Linked DNA regions of Sus scrofa: region 1 is linked to region 2. The links are chromatin contacts, called in public HiChIP or PLAC-seq maps. All regions are on one chromosome and are shown on one strand. The core of a region is the stretch at or near the end of the contact, and the rest is flanking DNA. Distances in the headings are between cores, read along the strand shown.

The links. HiChIP or PLAC-seq counts read pairs in DNA pulled down with a chosen protein or histone mark.
Region 1: an H3K27ac HiChIP or PLAC-seq map of alveolar macrophages shows a contact between it and region 2. The contact joins the promoter of COL16A1 here to the promoter of PEF1 in region 2. A contact is called at or near these places in 1 of 5 promoter capture datasets (fetal liver), 5 of 47 Hi-C or Micro-C datasets (brain, heart right ventricle, liver and 2 more) and 2 of 2 datasets of contacts at active chromatin or transcription factors (alveolar macrophages and skeletal muscle).

Annotation. Positions count from the first base shown.
Region 1 is chr6:88,242,344-88,245,043 of Sscrofa11.1, reverse strand. COL16A1 (collagen alpha-1(XVI) chain) reads left to right here and starts at 1,327. Exons shown (of 73, transcript XM_021095778.1): 1 at 1,327-1,455.
Region 2 is chr6:88,168,956-88,171,655 of Sscrofa11.1, reverse strand. It overlaps PEF1 (peflin), which reads left to right and starts at 1,330. Exons shown (of 5, transcript XM_003127768.5): 1 at 1,330-1,433. The coding sequence starts at 1,410.

The DNA of each region.
Region 1 (2,700 bases), core at 78-2,577, 73 kb before region 2:
TTTTTTTTTTTTTTTTTTTTTTTTTTGTCTTTTTTAGGGCCACGCCCGAGACATATGAAAGTTCCCAGGCTAGGGGTGTTACCAGAGCTGTAGCTGCCGGCCTACGTCACAGCCACAGGAACGCCGGATCCTTAACCCATTGAGCGAGGCCAGGGATAGGACTTGCATCCTCATGGACACTAGTTGGGTTCATGACCGCTGAGCCATGATTGGGAACTCCCGCCACTGAAAGCTTTGAGTCAGGAAGTGACACAAGCAGATCTCTGGTTTAGAAACACTTGGTTTGCTAGTAGTAGAAAAGTGGATAGAGAGAGGGTAAAATTGAAGGCAGGGAAAGCAGTTGGCAGGAGTTGCAGAAATCCAGGCAAAGGAGAGAGGCTTCCTGGACCCTTGGCAGTGGTGGTGATGGGCAGAAGCTAATATCCATAGATAATGAGGAAGAAGAGACGGGACTTGGGGGGAAGATCTTCAAATGACTATGGGAGGGGGCGAATCCCTGAAATGGAGCAGAGCAGGATGGTTGTGTGAGGGTGCCAGGAAGGAAGAACATCCAGGGAGAGGAAGGAAGAATTAGGGGTACAATGGACGCCACCCCCCACCCCATCTCTGCATCCCGCGATTCCCAAACTTCCCACTAGATGGAGGACTGGTGCTGGGAGACCAGTCCGCCTCCCATCCTCTGCCCCTCAACCCCCGGTGGGATGGGCCTCCACTTGCGCCTCTCCAAACCCCGCATCGCTGAAGTCGCCAGAAGGGCGCATGTATTGGGGGCCAGCAGTTGCCCCCACTCCCCAGGAATGTGCCCTCAGTCTCTAGGGCACCCAGCAGTAGGGGCAACAGGCCAAAGACCTCTGCCCCAAGTGCCCCCGTGCCCGGCTTTGTGCCCGCGTATACAGGGGTGCTTGCATACTCGGGGCTGCCTCCACCGCTTCAGCCTCCAAGACAGCCTGGCTTCCACAGACAGATACGTCCTCAGCTTTAGAGGCCTCCCCGTCAATGGCGCCATTGTTACTCCCTGACGCTCTCTTCCCCGACCCCGCGCTGGAGGAGGAGGCTCCCGTTCCCCTCGCTTCTGTCCCGGCCGCCAGAAGAGGGGGCCAGCACCAGTCCCAGGCTGTTAGAGGCCAGGGATCCAGGCCTCTCTGGACCCTGGGGCCAGGATACAAGGTTGGCTCTGGGCGGAGCCAGATAGGAGGCGGGGCCTAGGGTGGAGTCAGGGAAAGGCCCCCGGGTGGTGGGTGTGGCCCAAGGCGAGCTAGGGGCGTGGCCGATGGGGGTGGGGTGGGGATTTCCCGAACCCGGTCGCATCCTCCCCTCACCCTCCGCACAGCCCTCCAGCCGCTCCACCCTCCGCCCCAGCCGCTGCGGTCGCCCGGGAGCCCCGCCCGCTCTGGCCCTCAGTCCAATAGCCAGACAGACCGACCGTCGGAAGGCTCCAGGCCCCACTTAACAAAGGTCTTTTCTCGGGAGGCCGCGCCCAGCTCCCTGGAACTGCCAGGCTTTGAGGAGCGGGAGGAGGAAGGCGGGCGTGGGGGATGGGGAGGGAATGCATTTATTGGGCCTGCACCTCCACCCCACCCCCCCGCCCCCCGCGATCCCAAGGGTGTCCGTTCTTTTCTGGATAGACAGCTGGAGGTTCTGGGGCTCAAGCCCCGAACAGGAGGAGCGGGTCAGACGCCTGCACCGCCACGAGGCCGGCGTTTCTTCCCCTCTGCGCTCAGGCCTGGAGCAGTCTCTAAAAATAGACCGAGGCGCGGGAACCTGCCTATCCCGGAGGGGGTCTGGGAGGCCTGAGTCACCCTGGCGGGAGGGCCTCCCCCGCTACCCCCCATCTCGGGAGCCGAGGACGCCTTGACGCCCGGCCGGGCATCGCTCCGATCCTGTTGGCGGGACTCTGCGCTCTTGGCGGTGCCTTGTCCCCCCTCCCAGGCCCGGGGAGCAGTCCAGGCGATGGCGGCCCAGGCCGGGTGAGCGGTAGCCGTCACAGCCGGGAAGGATTAGGAGGTTCTGGTCCTGATTTATTTCGTTGTTTTTGTGCGTCTGGCGGCAGCCCCCCCCCAATCCCCCGCCCGCGGGCGGGACGGTCACTGCTACACCTGCCCTTCTTCTCCCACCCAGGCCCATGGAGATGTTCTAGGCTTCTGGGTGGGGACCTGGGCTCAGAGCAGGAAAACTCCCTAATTTAGATCTTAGAGGTTTCGGAGTTAGCACCCCCAACAGAAAACAGTTCCAGAGAGAGGAAGAGGCCTATTATGACACAGCAGATTGCGCTGTAACAACCCTGGATTCAAATCACAGCTCTGATTCTTAGCAAGCCACTTCTTAGGGTCTGTTTCCTTACTGTGAAGTGCTCAAGTTGAGGAAGACAACTGTTCACCTGTAAAATGGGAGTAATGATAGGATTGTCCTGATGAATAAAATTCTTTTTTGATTTTTCTCTTTTCTTTGGCTGCTACCCATGGCATGTGGAAGTTCTCAGACTAGGGATCGACCTACACCACAGCTGGGGCAACCACTGTGTCAGGCCAGGGATCAAACCAGGACCCAGCCACTGCAGTTGGACTCTTAACCTACTGCACCACAGCAGGAATTCCTAAAATTCTTTTTTATTTTTATTTCATTTCATTTTTGGGGGGTCTTTTTGTCTTTTTAGGGCTGCATCCATGGCATATGGAGGTTCCCAGGCTAGGGGTCTAATCA
Region 2 (2,700 bases), core at 81-2,580:
TCAGTGGCTATTGGATAAGACTGCAAAGGTCAGGTTGGGCCAGACTGTGAAAGGCCTGTGGTGCCATAATGAAGGGGCTGGGCAGGTAGAGGAGCCACTGCAGACTTTTCAGTGGGCTAGTAGCATGATCAGCACTGTAATTCTGGAAAGTGCCTGGCTAGATAGTTAGATAGATGGGCTGGAATGGACAACACCTTGTAACACTATTAATGAATTTATTTTAAAAAAAGGAGTTCCCGTCGTGGCGCAGTGGTTAACGAATCCAACTGGGAACCATGAGGTTGCGGGTTCGGTCCCTGGCCTTGCTCAGTGGGTTAAGGATCCGGCGTTGCCGTGAGCTGTGGTGTAGGTCGCAGACGAGGCTCGGATCCCACATTGCTGTGGCTCTTGCGTAGGCCGGTGGCTACAGCTCCGATTGGACCCCTAGCCTGGGAACCTCCATATGCCGCGTGAGCGGCCCAAGAAATAGCAAAAAGACAAAAAAATAAAAATAAAAAATAAAAAAATATAGAGGCCCTGTGGATATTATGACAAGCAAAACCAGACACAATCTGTGTCTACATGGAAGAACTAACAAATTAGTCAAATAAGCATGCAAAAAGGTGGAATGCCTGAACCACCAAGAGGCAAGTACATGACTATGAGGTCACTTAGTAACTAGAATTTTATCTACCTTCGAGACGAGTCAAGACTTCCCTGATGAGCAATGTGGCATCCATTGACCCCAGTTCTAGGCTACCCTCTGCCTCTAACCCACAGTGACTAGGACAAGTCATTGCTTCTTCGGACCTCAGCTTCCCCACTTATCAAAGAAGAGGCCCTAGATCTAATTTCCCTCCCACTCTGCCGCTTTGGAATAGCCTCACCAAATACCATAGATCCCACTCCAAAGCTACTAACTGGCACGTGGTGTCTTGACATTAGAACGAAGTACTTATCGCCCGTAGCCTCTAGCCTTCCCTGGAAGCTTGGGTCTGTTCCCTGTTGCCACGGCAACCGCCCGGGCCTTTCTCCGGGGAAAACTTGGAGTGACGACAGCAACTACGCCACTACCATGCGTCCCATCTGCCAGGTTAAAACATGGCCACCACTGTAACACTCCACCTAAATTTCTCTTTAAATACGTGGGACTGACCAGTTCTGGGGCCTACTCTAGGGCAGAAAATTTAAGAACTACTGCGCCAGTACAGGAAACATGATTCCGGAAACTGACATAGGAGCCTCAGCTCCTCCATCTCCTTGGGAGGCACCTGACCACCTCCCTCTAGCGTCACTTCCGTCGACCTTTGCGCCCAGGATTGATAGTCAGGTACATCCAATCAGAATAGGGCACACCCCCAGGCCCAGGAGGAGGCGGATTTGAGACTGGGAAGCCCCGCCCCCCGCCGACGTGTGACGTCAGAGTCGCCATGGCCAGCTATCCATACGGGCAGGTGAGTGTGTAAGAGGTGGGCCAATATAGGTAGAAGTCTCGCCAAGTCCTGGCCAGGACCCCCAGCTTCGCTTTCTCCCTGCATCCTCCGCGCTTTTCCCACGCAGGGGGCGGTGTCGCGCAGGAGAGAAGGGAAACGGGATGGTCAGTCGCACCTGGCTCACGTCACGCAGGACTGCACGTTGGGGAGGTCGTGTCGCGCCCCCTGTGACGTCGTGCACGCGAAGATTTGGGGCTCCTAGACCCCACGGAGTCAGGCTGCGCTTGGCCTGCGCTCCCTCTGGGGCTCCGGGCGGGGTCATCAACGTCACCGGAACGTTCAGAGCACTGGTTCTGTCGGTATCCTTTGGGGCGTCAGATTAAAATACACCCCTGACGTACTGGTTATTCTCTGAATAATCAGGAGAAACTGTGGTTTAGTAGGTTTTAGTATGAATGAGCTTGTTTGACTACTGAGTTAGTCCAGTACCTCCACATTTGACACACAGGAAAAGTGAAACCCAGAGAGGACATGGAATTTAGTCACCAGGGAGTTAGGTAGCAGAACCCAGGGCTGTCAGCAAATGCCTCTTACCTACTTGCCAGCCCATTTGATCCTGCCAAGAACACTACAGCAGGGTGATTCTGTGGCCAGAATCCGTTGGTGGATGACAGGAGTGGTAGAGTGATGAAGTGCAGTTTGGAGTCAGAGGAAGATTCACACCTTGGCTCCATCCCTTAAATAGTTTTGAGTCTTTGAGCAAAGTACTTTGCCTTTTTGAGCTTAAGTTTCCTCCTCTGTAAAACAGGGCCAAATAATGTCTACTTCATAGAGCTGGTATGAAGAATAATGAAATGATGCTTGTAAAGCATTTGGTACTACTAAGAGTGTAACAGGTGTTACCTTTTAGTATTTTGATTTTTATTAGATTCCTAGAAGGTCAGTGTTGGGAGGACCCTCAAAAGAGTCTCTTCATTTTATTTATTTATTTATTTTTCGGTCTGTTTAGGGCTGTACCCGTGGCACATGGAAGGTCCCAGGCTAGGGGTCGAATCAGAGCTACAGGCACTGGCTTACGCCACAGCCACAGCCATCCATGTTGGATCTGGTCCACGTCTGGGACCTGCACCACAGCTCAACAAAGCTGGGTCCTTAACCCACTGAGAGAGGCCAGGGATCGAACCTTCGTCCTCATGGTTGCTAGTCAGGTTCATTAACTGCTGAGCCACAACAGAACTCAAAGAGTCCCTTCATTTTAAAAGGAGGGAAATGAAGCTCAGAGAGGGCT